2 separate regions of the Gossypium hirsutum genome follow, and region 2 is linked to region 1. The links are chromatin contacts, called in public Hi-C maps. All regions are on one chromosome and are shown on one strand. Each heading gives the region's core, a stretch centred on a gene start, on an enhancer-like site or on the middle of the called end of the contact. The rest is flanking DNA. Distances are from core to core; before and after follow the strand shown. Region 1 holds the start of LOC107891922 (protein EARLY-RESPONSIVE TO DEHYDRATION 7, chloroplastic). Region 2 holds the start of LOC107945063 (ubiquitin-conjugating enzyme E2 10).

Region 1 (7,675 bases), core at 4,366-6,865:
TGATTTTATGAAATTCATGTAAAAAAAATGGTTAACATGCATCGGAAAAATGCTTTAACTCTGATACTCTTCAATTTTTCTATGATTAACAAGTCCAACTCATCTTACTTGAACAACTCCAAGCCAGCCAAATGAAAAAAAGTCCCAAATCATTAGTTTTGCTATTCCTTACAGGAGGGATTTTCATGTCATTATGGTGCAATAGACTTTGCATACGAAATTATTAGGTAATGTTGGTAAATGGGATATAAAGTAATAACATCAACATGATTGCTAAATTTCAGGGTTGCTGTTGGAAACTTTGATGTAACAGGGGAACCTGACAAGATCTGTCACCAGATTTTCATCCACAAAGGTCTTGAATTTGACAAGAAAAAGAGGATATCAAAATATTGGTAAATGATGGTTGGGTTGCGGTCTTATAAGTAGAAACCAGAACTAGTGCTGTTTCTGAACTTTGAAGCAGTAGATGCCGCTTACATTAATTTGTTTGGGGGTCATAATTAATGATGAAGTTTCATTTCAATCTTGACAGCAATAAAAGACTGAACCTCTTTTGATTCTTTCTTTGCCATCACTATTGTGCCAAAGCTACCAATAACACTAAAAAGTGCTTGCCATCTTGGGTTAGTCTGGTAAACATGAGGGCTTAGGGTTGGGCCTTGGGTGTAGCTGCTGTTTTAAATCGTTGATTGGACCCAAAATATAGCAGTGGGAAACTGGACCTATTTATTTACAATATTCAAGGACATCGAGAAAAGAGATGCATGTTGGACAAACTAACGAGCGAGTTGATTTGAACAAATAATATTGCAACAAAGGCTTGGAATTAGAGAAAGGAATTTTTTGAGTGAAACAAGTTGGACAACAACATCACACACATTCTGCTGCCCACATCCTTGGCTTCAACCGCTACTTTTTTTTTTTCCGAATTCTTTTTGATTAATTAAAAGAGGAGAGCAAAATTTTAATAATAACGCAATTAGCTCGATTTAAACCCAAACCACACTTGGGGCGATGAATACTCTGACCATCAAACCAACATACAGAGTTCTTTTTCTGAATTTGACTAACTTCCTAAGTACATTTTCATTTCAAAATTGTAACTTTTTTTTTGTTGGCTTCTTGCTCGTGTAGCTATCAAAATGTGATATGTAAATTAAGTACAGGTCAACTAATTGCTATATAACCTTTCGCCGAGGTTAATTTAATTATGAAGGTTAATGATTATAATTATGTTTAACTAAATTTAAGAATATTTATAAGTCCCTTAACAAAATTTTTTATCAAATATAATCTTCTTTTTTGTAAAGGAGAAGAACAACCAATTTACAAGCTAGTTGCTTCAACGCGGCACTGTCTTTCATCAGCTTGCAACAGTCCCATTGCCTTTACTAGTGGTACTCGATGCAGTTGCATTCCCCTCCCCTTTCCTCTGGCCAATGTTGCCATACAGTCTGCCACCTTATTTCCTTCTCTGCATACATGTTGAACTCTCACCTCTCAATTCCAAGCACAAAGCACCAAATCATTAGTAAAGAAAAGATGAGAAATTCCCGACCCATTCCTAACTAACTTTATTGGTTTCCAAATGCCCCCCTCAACCTCCATGTGTATAGATTGAGCTAATTGTTTCTTGCACAACACAAATTAGTATGGAGACTAAAGATCTCCTTATCGAATTCTTTGCATCATTTTAAAGTTTTCAGTCGTCCATAAAATTTGCATTAAAATCAAAGTTATAAAGTGCATGAACACATCTTAAGATTATCTGGTATACTAACAGCCACCAAAATTTTGTCTAGAAAATCTCAACATTACCACTTCAAAAATATATATATATTTGAAAGCTTACAAGTACAAAACAATCCAAATACAAGTATAATATATGTCCAAATAATCATTTGGTGTAGAATCAAACTATTACAATACAAACTAACTAAGAATGAGATTAAATAATTAAATTTTTACAACACAAACTAAGAACTAAATCAATCCAAACTAGAGACTAATTAATGAATTAAAACCCACCCATAATAATAGTTCATGGTAAAACTCGAAGACCCACATATTTTAATTGCACATGATGGGTCTCAAACCTGAGCATTCATAACTCAAGGCCTCGCTTTTGCGAACTTAGCCAATGCCTCATTAGCAACTAGCAATGATAATTATATTTTCTTTTACCATCTCTTTTACTTTTTTATTGTTTTAAGAATTTTTATGTAGATGCATGTTAAATATTTATTTATAATATTAATCTTGAAATGTTTTTTACATTTGTATTTTAATTAAATTTTCATTGAACCAATTTAATAATAACTAGTTAATTGTACATAAAATGATTTAATAAATTCTTTTTAGAGTTAAATATATAATTTAATTAAATATTAATTTTAATTGAAAAATAAATTTATAAAAAATATAATTTAATTTTATAACACTAACATATAATTGAAGTTCCATTATTTTATAATTAAAAATAAAAAATAATCAATTAAATAGAAAGTACATAAATATATAATAAAAGTAATCTTTTTCCTTCAAACCTAAAAAATTTTACCCATTAAATTACTTAGAAATGTTTTTTTTTATAAAATACATTAACATGGCTACTTTTATAATGTTTTAATTATTTTTATTCTTTTATTTGCGTGCAACCAATTTTTAAATTCTTTTAATTTTTAGGCAGTCATTTTTTCTTTTTCATTTTTCATTTCAAGTTTTTAAACTTTTAATCAAATACTATAGTTTGATAACACCACCAATAGTGGTTAGAAGTTTTCAATTTGCAATTTTTTTTGCTATTTTTTTAGTTTTACTTAAGTTTTAGTTGTTGATTTTTTTTTGTTTCCAATTTTCTAGTTATAATTTTTTTATTTATTTTTAATCATTAATTCCAACGTTTGCAAATTTCAATTAATTTGCTTATGGTTTTTTGTTGCATAATTAATTTTAAGCCATAAATTTTGTAACGATCTTACGTTACTAAAATAAAAATAAAAAGATTTCGATCTAATGACTAATATCATTTTAGTTTATAGTTATACTAAAATTAAATTGTTTAAAACCATTTTATATTAAATAATAATTAAAGTTATATTTATGATAATAAAATTTATTTATTTATTAAATTATTGCATAAAAAGAAAAATTTTGACACACAAGCACGAAGCTTAACACATAGGAAATGGGTTTGTTTCGAAGAGAAATTTATTCTTTGTTGGACTAGAATTTTATCTAGTTCGATAAAACAAAAGAAATTCCAATCCAAAGTAGTACCGATAAGAATTTTTAACCCGAAAGATAAGTACAATTAACCTTTCATTTAAATTTTGCCAATCTTCAAACCTAAAACCATTCTATATTAGCAAACTGTTTTTAGCTTAATAATGTACTCGGGTACAAGTAATCTGATTTTGTATAGTGGGAATTGAGTTTCTTAAGATGCATAGTAATTCACATCAATTGCAAAGTACAAATACAATCCACTTGAGAATTCTCAACCTTTGGAAAACTGCAGTCCTACAAGCATCTCTGTTTTTGTCTTCCTGTTCAAACTAAAAAGCAACTCTGTTTACTTGTTATTTTTGGACTTCAATTCAGCAGCATTAGCCTGTGCAGCAGCTTTTGCAAGAGTTGTGGGTTTGAAGACACTCTTGGGATTAAGAGCCTTTCTAATCTTAAACACAGCCCAAGCTGTCCCAATTGCATGTCCTGCCGCATCAAGCCCTTCATTTGTAACCTTTCCTGCCTTTTCTCCATACCTACACCACCAAAACCAGTAGTGCGTATGATAAACATGATGATCATATATACCAACTCCCACATAATCAACTTCTACTTTTCAGAAAGCATACCTTTGTGAAACAAGTCCTGTTGTCACCACAGATGTGGTAGACATGACATTCCTTCCTGCTACTTCAACTGCATCGCAAACCTTATCTAAATGGACATACAAGCAGAAACACCGTAAGAATACCAACCATGTTGCATTTTCTATGTAAATGCAGTGTTGTGCCAAACACTTCAAAAGAAGCAATAACCTCGCATCAAAAACTAATGACGTCTTTGGACACGCACACAACATGCAGATGATGGCCGCATGACAAATGGTATCACATATATATGATAAAATAGATAGCAGGCATGAAAGTTGCACCCTAGCAGAGAAGACGAGATATAGTAAATTCATAACAAACAAGGTAAAGTTGACGAGAGGAAACAACTTACTAAATCCATCCAAGGAAGCAAGAACGATTTCTCCAGGCATCAGGTTGAAAAATTTCTTGCCAACTTTGGAGTTAACAATTGAACCTGTGAAGAATCCAGACACTTTAACCACACCTGAAAGAATTCCAGTGGCCACTTTCTCTGACATCTTTGTTACCTTCTTAACCCTGAAACCAGAATCAAATCACCTCATGATTCCAAAATCATTTTTAACAAAGGAATATGCTGAAATTTGTCCTACGGAATTGTACTGAAGGCAACAGAAGTTTAACATAAAGTTCCCATGATGCTTAATAATTATAGCCTCTGTTCCACAAGCACTTAAGCTTTCCAAGTACAGGCTCAAATGTTAAGCAGCTCAAAATTCATCATAAAAGGGGACTTATGTTATGATCAAGAAACAAACCTTTTCATCCTTCTCAGGGCCTCTGGAGAGATCTCAGAGGTTGAACCTGACTTTATCCTCTTACTCAAGAACTCATTGCCCCATTTCAACCTGTCAACAGTGACATCGCCACACCACAAAATCCCCTTCACAACGTACCCTGACCCCGATGCTATTGCCTTTGCTATAGACCCGCTATAGTCTTCAACATTGGGCGCCAGAGTCGTCCAATACGCCATTGAACTTCCCACGATTAAGTCCCTTTTTTCCTTTGTATTCAACTCTTCGGGCGCCACATTTCTCGCATCCACAAGATTCCAGTTCTCTATCCCTTTGACTTGTTGCGCCGAAAAGCAACTGTAAGTTTCCAAGATTCTATCAAGTTCCTTCAACAAACCCTCCTGCCCTTTTGCAGCTATTGTCAGACCATAGTTCAAAACATCCTCGGTTTGATTAGAATCTTTTCCGTCTTCAAACGACCCATTCGATGGCACTCTAAGAGTAAAGAAATAGTGGGAAGCATCAAGTTTTACAACAGGCTCATCTTTAGCCAAAGGCCATTGAATATCGTCACCAAGGCGAGCAAAAACAGCAACAACGTTGCCGCCTTGAAGGAGACTAACAATACAGAGATCACCACAAGCAAGCTCAACGCTGGTTTCTCGCTCAATAAGGTGAACGATGGCACCAGGAACCTTGAGGAGGAGTTGTTCTGCAGAATCTTGGTGGGTGTGCAAGGCGGTGGCGTCGTCGGGGAAGAGGTTTTCGGCTAAATCTTTCATGTCCAAAGAAGGGTACAAAGAAGACGAAGAAGAAGGAGAAGATGAAGTGGCGTCTGGGTTTGAAAGATCGACCTGTGGGTAAAGAGAGAAAGGCTGTTTTGGAGGAGAAGAATACATGATCTTAGCTTTGTTCAGGTCTGGCCTTCTAGGTTTGGTGGTTGATTAGTTAGCTTGCAATTGGGTTAGGGGGATGAGTGCATTTAAGGTGGGACAAGCTTAGGATGGAAGAAATAAAACTATACAAAGACGTGTCGGTTGGGTTTTGGGAAACGCGAGTTGCACATGGCATTCATAGGAGAAACCGCGTCATAACAGTGGCAGATAGCCGTCTTTCTTTATGGATGATGGATATATTATGGCTATTTATTAGCATCCGACAAGCTGCTGCTCTCTCTTACTTTGGAGTATGTTAAATTAAAACATTATTTTATTTAAATATCTTCTTTCCTTTTTATTAATCTTTCTACAAAGCTGTAAGTCTCACCATCGAAGAGACGCCGATAGTTGAAGATCTCAACATTTCCATCATGCAATTTTGGCTGAAGAGGGATAGTTACACACAAGCTGCCCAAAATCTATTCATGGATGGAAATTTATCCAATGCAATTCAAAGCATTGGTAAGTGTTGAGTGACTAAAGGCCAAAGCAATTGAAGTGTCCCTTTCAAGAAAAGCTTCATTAATGATTTGTTTTTATTTTAAAACTAAAATTTTGAGATAATGAAAATTACAATATTAAGTATATATATAAAATTATTTTTGATAATTTTATAATTATGTCGAGATTTACTTCATGGATAGCACTAATTTCAATCATACTCTTAAATAATAATATATAGTTAAATAGATAATATTAAATTATGACAGATATTGTTATAATACATTATTTTGAAAAGAAATTTATAAAATATTTATGTGAAAGAACAAATGAGTTTTTAGTTGTAATAGTAGTAATTTGGGTGTTCGAAATTCATGTTTTATCTGGTTTGTTTTTTTGTAGATTGTATATAAAAAAAATCAAAAGATAAAGCAACCATTATAGTGATATTTTCTTTTTAAAATTATTTTTTTTGTTGATTAAGTCTTAATTTGATTGGCATCAACATTATTGTTAATATAGGAGAATTTAAGTTTGAGCGTGCACAGGTGCATCTTATATTCTTATTTTAAAGTTTGGGAGGGAATATAAAATAGTTTTAAGCATTGTATAAAAAAAATTCACTCTTTCAAAAAAATAAATATATATAGTAAAATGTTGTATTTTTTTAACTTTATAAGCAACAATGCAAACAAAATCAATGTGTCTATATAACCGCGACCAAAATTAAACCATTACAAAGTACAAATGAATAGACCAATAATTGAAATGTATCTGGGCCTAACCTAAATAAATATGGATAGGCCTTATACATAATGGGATTGAAATCCAAAATAAAATTTGAATTAAAAACTCACATGCATGCATAAATACACATAATAAAATTTAAACCTAAACACTTTTAATTCAAAACCTCAACTTTTGCGAAGATTATTAAGTTGTTATTAACTTTTTTCATAATAATAAAACACTGTATTTTCTTTTTTATATACAAAGATTAAAACTATTCATAAACCTTCTTCAACTCTTGAATAGGAAGATAAAATGCGCTTAAGCACTCGAACCTATATTCTCCTACACCGACAACAATATCAATATCAACTTAATTAAGACTCAATTGGCAACACTGTTATTTCTTTTAATCCATAAAACCTTGTACTTTTTAACTAGTAAAACATTTGGATGTTGATTTGCACTATCTTAATAAATGATGTTAATGATAGTATATAGAAAAAGTATGGATATCTTTTTCGTCCCGATTTTAACTTTAATGATATCACTGTTTTTGGAATTAGATTAGACTGAATAATCGAATTGGTAAGATCAAGATACCAATTCAAAATAAGGGGATGGACTGGTTAACTTCTAAAACGGTTGGATCGATTGAACCGACGGTTGAACTAATTTTCTCTATTTTTAAATATTTTTTAAAAAATTAAATAATTTATTCAATTGAAGTGGGTGAACCTGTTGAACTAGTTAAACCAAGAATCAGCGATTTGATGGATTTAACTACCAATCTAGTTCTGATAAAACATTGTAACTTTTATACTAAAAAATAAACCATAAGATTTTTAGAATTTTAGGAAAAAATTTGAAAATTCTCCATACATCTAATATGTGTTAACTATTAATACTATTAATACTTAATCATCCAATTGAGTTTGTATCACAAGTC
Region 2 (7,513 bases), core at 4,742-7,241, 190 kb before region 1:
AAATTGAAAAAGGCGTAAAAGTTACTAGAATGATTAAATAGCTCAATTGTTAAATGAAGAGGGACATAAATTGAAAATAAGCTCAAAAGAAGATATTTTGGGCGGCATACGCTGAGAAAAATCAGGAGAATTGAAGAATTAAGGGTAAAATTGGAATATTACAAAATTTACTTCTTTAAAAGTTAGGACTAAAGTGGAATATCCAGAATTCTCTTTATTTTTCTGCATTCTCATCAGCTAAAAATGTCCTAAGGGTTTCTTCAAGCTGGTTGTTCATAATTTTTGCACCAAGTGAGTTAATCCTTACCTTTTTCTTGTAATTTTTGTGTTTCTAAGACTTTTACAACTAGGTCCTATTACTAGATTAATGATTAAATTTATTTATTTAGATCCGAAAAATTCAAATACGAAGCAAGATCGAGGAAAAGAAAAAGTTCGAGATTAGTAGATTTTTGTTTACGAACAAGTGTTGAGGTAAGTTTGTGTAACTTGAATTATATTCTTAAATGCCTGAAATGTTTGTTATTGATGTGAATATGATTTGAATGTTCATTATATGAAAATTGATGAAACATTGATATATTTGATAAAAAGGGGAAGAAATCTCAGTTGAATGGAAGGAAAATTCGATGGATCTCTAAAAAGGAATTGACGGTAAAAATGATCTAGCCCAGACGGGTGATCCTATCCTGATATAGCCCTCCCGAAGAATATGTGGAAAATGGATTTAGCCCGAACGGGTAATCCGAATTAGGGTCTAAATTTAGCCTGGACTGGTAATTCAGATCCAAGCTCATTAGAGTAATTGTCGTTGCAGGGGATTTAGCCTAGACTGGTAATCCCGACAATACTCTATGAGTTTATATTACAGGGGATTTAGCCTGGACTGGTAATCCCGTTGTAAGGATAAGGTTCGCAGGAGTGTGCTCTCTGAAATGGAAATGTGCGCACATGAATATGAATTGACGGACCCGGATTTGTACACTAAAGTGTACCTCTAAAAATCCATCGAAATTCCGAGAAATTCAACGGGATAAATATGGAAAAATAACAAGGAAATGGAAATCATGGAATTGATGAGCTCATCAATCATGGTATAAATTATTGATACATGGAAATTATTGGACTAATTTGAATGTTGAGTCTGTGCATGATAGGGGAATAATGTATTGAACGGATGTATGAATGTTTATTGCATTGTATTGAAAATATTAGGTAAGTATAATTCTTGTTACATGAGCTTACTAAGCACAAAGTGCTTACCCCGTGTTCCTTTTCCCCTGTTTTGTAGTGTTAAGAGCTCAGAGGTCGGATTTGGTCGGAGACGCATCACACTATCAACCTCAAGATCTCGGTATATAAAGAAACTTTATTTTGGAAATCAATGGCATGTATAAGCTAGTAAAGTAGATGTTAATGTGAAATGAATGTATAGTTAGCCATTGGTATGGCTAACAAATTTTGATTTTGGTATGTGATGAGATTATCTTATGAATACGATAAATCTATATTGAAAATATATTGAAATGGATTGGTTGTGTCGAATTGGTCTCGGTTTAAAATTTGCAGGGAAGATTAGATATTTATAAAGGAGTTATATTGAATTTAAAAAAAAATTATTCGGTAAAATCTGGTAATGCCTCATACTCTAATTCGGCGACGAATACGGGTAGGGGGTAGTACAATGAATTTCGAGAAATTGAACCCTAACTTACTGGGTTTTGATTTTTTCGTTCGACCCAAATAACCAAATATCCTTATCAAATGCATGGGTTTTAAAAAAGATAAACTTAATTTTGAATATTAGAAATGTTGCGCCTTAACTCACTGGGTGTGACATTTTATTTCTTTGAAATAAGAGGATCATATTATTCAATTCAATTTATTCAAGTTAAAAGGATCATATTTTAAAATCTTTTCAAATTTTCGACACTAAGACATTAAACAATCGATTCGGTACCAATTTTGGGCGTTACGAGGGTGATAACCCTTCCTCGTGCGTAACCGACTCCCGAGCCTATTTTCTCAAAATTCGTAGACCTAAAATTGTTTTTAAGGTGATCCGGTCACACCTTAATAAAAGATCGGTGGCGACTCCAATTTTTTGTTTTTAAGTCGACAACTAATTTTTATTTTTTCAAAAAAGGTGGTTTCGACGACTAACTTAACACATCTCTCACACTGGTTTCAACACCATTCAATGCACAATATTCGAGGACATTGTTATGATTGTGTATTTGTAATCTCTTTTCAGGAATATTGTTAAAATTCCTAAAAACGATCACATTTCACACTCACATAGGTAGATCCCATCAAAGGTGTTCCCGTAATTATAACACTCTAACTTATCTGTGTTATAGGTCTATTAAAACTATATTATTCATCCCTCCCCTTACCAATATGAATACCTAGCACTTTTTATCCTGTGATGATATATTATATATTATTTTATAATGCTAACAATCATATACTAATGATGTACCCTATTTCATTGAATTCAAGACTTGACGTTATATTAAACGATAACAATTATTTTTAGTGGAGCACAGTTGATTATTTTCATTTACTAACAACCTAAATCGTTTTCACTTTTTATTGAGTCTGTCACTTCATCTTGTTTAATTGCATTTCATTTTTACTATAGTAACTTTTCTAAGAATTATATTTTAATTTAATTATGTATATAATTTTTTTCCTTTTTCATTTTAAAAAAATAGTGACCAAATGTGCATTATTTCATTTTTGAAAAATAAATTGTATTTTTTATAGGGAAGGTGCTTATCATTTAAAAAAAAATAGAATAGAGAATAAAAATTATTTTTTAAAAATAAAAATAGAAAAGAATATTTAGAAACCCAAATGTAGTTTGAGCCTTGACTCTCTCATCATCAAAAACTGGGTGCTTAGATCTAATGTTGGTGCCCATGTAGTGGTTAGCTGTTGAGGTTGTTAATATAGATGTCGGGTATGGTTGTCGAGAAGTGATCAATTATGCAGCTAAAATGATTTTTGTTGAGTGCATACAGCTGGTATGCATGCTGCATTAATAAGTTTTTTTGTTTTAGTTGTAATGTAATTTTGCTTAGTTGAAAATGATTAAATGGTTAAGTTTGATGGCAGCTTGATGTGTTTAGATAATGAATAATTTGTTTAGTTGACTTGTTTTAGTATACAAGTAATGTTTCACAAATTGCTAGACTGATTAGCGGTAATAATTGTGTTTGATAAGTTGATTGACTATAAAAAAACATGTAAGGCTTTGTTGATTGGTAATGAAAATCTGTTTTTCATTCCTTGCTGCACGTTTCTGAGCAAGTAAATTGTTTCATGCTTCTTACTTTGTTCTCTGTTCTTCTTGGCTTAAAAATTCCAACAATAGGTGATTGGGTAATAATAGTTTCTTGGAATTTTGGTGAAATTCTTTGTATAAGTTGGCTAAGGTAAAAGAATGGTGGAGAGACTTGGCACTAACATTTTCACGCGGTCCTGCAAGAAAAAGTTCACAGCACCTCCTCCTGTTAATTCACTCTAAGCAGAAACTAGTCAAAATTAGTCATGCTATTTGGCTGCCCTACCTGTTTGTTTCAAATTCAACAACTCGGTCATAGCCATAGGGCCTCCGTATAGTTCATCATCAAAGCAATCTTCCAGGGCCTTCTGACCACCCTCGTAAGGCACCCAATTCTGGTGCCATATTGATGACACCTACCTTCACCTTTGCTTCTTCTAGGTGTGATGAGCATCGAAAATTTGTTTTGACATTTGTAATCACATCATCACCATTAAAACGAGGAAAACTATCTTTGCTTCCCTGGTGGCAAACTTCAGATCAACACCACTAAAATGTGAATTGTAGTCGTCGTCTCTCCTTGATGTAATTGTGCCAGTACTTGGTATCTGCTGCAGATTGAGAGTTGCGATGTCCTTTAAAGCGAGCATAACTTGTTCATGCGATTCTGCTTGGTTCTGTAATCCAGAACGTAACGTGCTTTAATACCAAATAGTAAGATCAATTCACGGCGAGATAGGGTCTAGAGTTGTAGGGAAGTTGGAAGTTGGAAGTTGAATAGGGCAGAGGCTCTAATGGTGGAATTGAGACACAGAGAGAGAGGAAGAAGATGATGTCTCAAGAATGAGATTGTATATCATAAGAATTCCTTCATGTAATTACAATTACTATATTTAATTCTCTAGTAATTCACTTACAGTTTACAATAGAAAATCTTACTGACTAACAGCAGTTGACCCCACGCCTTCAGCGCTCACTATTTTACCCGTAACAGTTTGGTTGGCAGCTTCAAAAGGAAGCTAACCCAAGAGGATGCAAGTTCTAACCCAGGACAAAATAATGAAGTGAAGCCTGTATAATAATAATTAAGCTCAGAAGTGTTTTATTCTAAGCAAAATAGTTACAGCTTGTTATTTCAGAATTCAAAGCCTGATGATCACAAACATTCTTTATTAATCAGCAACAACTTTTTGTTTGATAATATACTTAAATAAGAAAAGGTGGAAGAAGAGGATGTGCAGGTATATGGCACCTAAGTTCAGCCCATAGCATACTTCTGGGTCCAGTTTCGAGCTGTTGATTCGTACTTGAATTTGTCAGTTTTGCACAAATGAGCAATCTCCGGAACTAGAGGATCATCAGGATTTGGGTCTGTTAGCAGTGAACATATTGACAGCAAAACCTATAGAAAATAGAATATGTAAAGTTGTTTAGATATTTAGATATATAAGCCATTATGCAGTACCCCCAAATCAACCGACAAACTTACTACCTTAGATATGGTGAGTGCAGGACTCCATTGCTCTTTGAGAATGTCTAAGCAGATATTGCCATTGCTGTTTATGTTGGGATGGTAAACCTTGGTCCTGAAGGCAACCTGAAAACAGGTTTTTGTTGGAAAACAGAATAGGGTTAATTTGTTAGATAGTTGGAAACTGTCACAAGGACTCGAGCATGTTTTCTTATAAAAGAAAATATTTTTTTCTATGTTTTGGGAAAATTCCGACTAGGAAATTGTGAGTGCAGTTTAAGTTGTATACCTTGGGAGGTTTAAATGGATAATCAGGTGGGAAATGAATGGTTACAAGAAAAACACCACCAGCATAGGGACTATCGTTTGGACCAATGATGGTTGCTTGCCAATGGAACATATCCTCAGCCACGGGACCTGAAAGTGCAGCCATAAATGGTTAAATTAATCGATAACCAACAATGAATTCGCAGTTGTGGCTAGGCTCAAGAAGGAAGACTTTTCTTCTTTGATTTTTATATTACTCTATACCTGCACTGCATGACGTTGGTGGATCTCTCTGCAAATCCTTCAGCTCCTTCAGTATTCTTTTCGACGCCATTAAAGAAAACTTTGAGACTCAGAAATGGGAATTCAACGAATGTGAATATTAAGTGAAATTACTTCCCAGACGACCTTCATGGGGAGGATACTAATGTATTTATTGGTGGAAATGCAAGTTGCTAGGAAATAGAGGTCCACCAATTCTTTATCATAGTGATGCAAGTGGGCACAGTATATATTCCAGATAAAAAGTTTGCAGTACAGAATCAAGAAATTTAGAAAAGAAAAACCATGGAAGATGTTGAGCCATATAAATAGCACAAAGATATTTTTCATCCACTGAAACTGAGTGGTCATCACTTGATTCATGAACAGCACAAAGATGCCATTTCTAATCATCTTTCTCATCAATCTAGAGGGTCAAAGAAGCCAAATAGAATCATTTGTTTCTAAATGTCGTTTAAAACTTTCCAAGTCAACCATTTCATTCCACGGAATTTGTTCTTTCCGTGGACAAATTTGATGCTTAAATAGAAAATCAATATGTTGATAGTGATCGTATTCGTATGAAGCACCATATGACAGCCACCTTCCCCAAGGGATGGCTTAAATATCAAAAGCCGGGGAGGCTAAATCCATGTTGTATCTTGGAAACAGCTTCTTAGTTGCCACTACACTCTCCACCCACGTCGAGACAGGAAAAATATTCCTTCTTAGCTTAACTGGCTTCTCTGGCTGAGAATCTGAAAAAGCAAAGAAGTTGACATGTCTAAAGAGGCACCACAGAATTTGATCAACAAAATCTACCAAGAGAAAACGGATGCAAATATTCATTGTGAAACGATCTTCTGTCTTCACAAATCTCATCCCCCCCCCCTTTTCCTCTTATTCGAGATCATAAAATTCGATGTTCCTGACAATCTTAAATACAATGGAGGACCAAAGTGGCAATGCAAAACCACACACATATATTAGCAAGTTCCTTTAAATGTACTAAGATCATATTACATAACAAGATACAAGGGAGAACAATAGGTTGTTCTCTGCAAATGTAGCCAATGGATCAAAGCATATCTAAACCCAAAGAAACTGAAGGGGATAATGTGCTTGTTGACAAATACATGAAAGACCCTTGATATACAAATTCAGAATACGATCCAAGAGAAAGAAAAAAAAAAGGGACACATTTTGATGCTTGTAGAAAGTTCCCTAGTTCTGTCAGTTCAGACAACATACCAAAAGGAGCTATTTTCTCAGAGAGAAGAGATAATAGATATGGTGAGAGACTACCAGATTAAATGGCTAATTGTTCATAGTATCTGGCACCCATATCACTTCTTTGCATGATCACAATATTGAGCAGGCTTTTTGTGCCTTTCTCTTCTTTTTCTTCTTCTTCTTTGGAGGCTGGAGAACTACTTTGATGGCCGCATCAAAGACCGCTTTCACATTCTGTATTTTCAGAAGTAGTTTATCAACAATCTTTTCCAAGAGTCGAAAAGATAAGGCTGAAGATAAATTTACCCAAATATCGTACCTGTTGTGTTTTTGAACTACACTCAATGTAAAAAGGTGCTCCAATTAGCTTTCTCAATTCCTCACCCTTTGGGGGAAAAAAATCAAAATTAGGATCTCATGCTTTCAACAAAAATGACAGCATGATGCAACAATGCACATAACTCAGCAGTAGTTGTTACTATAAAAAGCATCTCTGATCAGTACCTGTGCTGTGGTAATGGGCACTGCACCAGGGTGATCTATGAAGAACTGTTTATCTTCTCGAAGATCTACAGTAAGAAAATTTAGTAGCTGTTAGAAAATCATAAAGATGGATGGATGGCTTTAAAGATAAATTTAGCAGTTTCCAATGTCAAATCAACATGGGAAAATGTTCCAGGAATATTTACTAAGGAAAGTTTGGAACAAGAATAAGAAATTACAGTTTGAGAAAATGGAGTGCTTTCATTAGCTTTAGGAAAGGTAAACTTCCATTAGATAGTTGCTTCATAGCTTTCTTTGTTATTCATCTGCCACATGGACTTTTTTTCCTCTTGTGAAACTAATATGCACTTCATTCCCCCACTATCCATAGTGAAATTGACAATTTAACTAACTCCAGACAGAGTGATGAACTCATATGGAAGTAAACCCAGAATATGGTTTCCATGAGAAAATATATTATAGGGCCCAGCTTAGAAATTTTGCGGTTA

What was found. Hi-C and Micro-C count contacts between places; a contact is called where the count stands out from the background.
Region 2: a contact with region 1 is called in a Hi-C map of hypocotyl, with 3 times the contacts expected there. The contact joins the promoter of LOC107945063 here to the promoter of LOC107891922 in region 1. A contact is called at or near these places in 2 of 34 Hi-C or Micro-C datasets (hypocotyl and leaf).

The regions. Positions count from the first base shown.
Region 1 is chrD12:4,657,344-4,665,018 of Gossypium_hirsutum_v2.1, reverse strand. It overlaps LOC107891922 (protein EARLY-RESPONSIVE TO DEHYDRATION 7, chloroplastic), which reads right to left and starts at 5,615. Exons shown (of 4, transcript XM_016816844.2): 1 at 4,640-5,615; 2 at 4,234-4,400; 3 at 3,861-3,945; 4 at 3,308-3,767. The coding sequence starts at 5,517. The coding sequence ends at 3,578.
Region 2 is chrD12:4,852,872-4,860,384 of Gossypium_hirsutum_v2.1, reverse strand. It overlaps LOC107945063 (ubiquitin-conjugating enzyme E2 10), which reads right to left and starts at 5,991. Exons shown (of 7, transcript XR_005922258.1): 1 at 5,292-5,991; 2 at 5,050-5,177; 3 at 4,782-4,886; 4 at 4,542-4,691; 5 at 4,229-4,360; 6 at 3,576-3,966; 7 at 3,384-3,486. It overlaps LOC107945061 (rac-like GTP-binding protein ARAC3), which reads right to left. Exons shown (of 7, transcript XM_041108278.1): 5 at 7,026-7,090; 6 at 6,841-6,906; 7 at 6,241-6,755. The coding sequence ends at 6,651.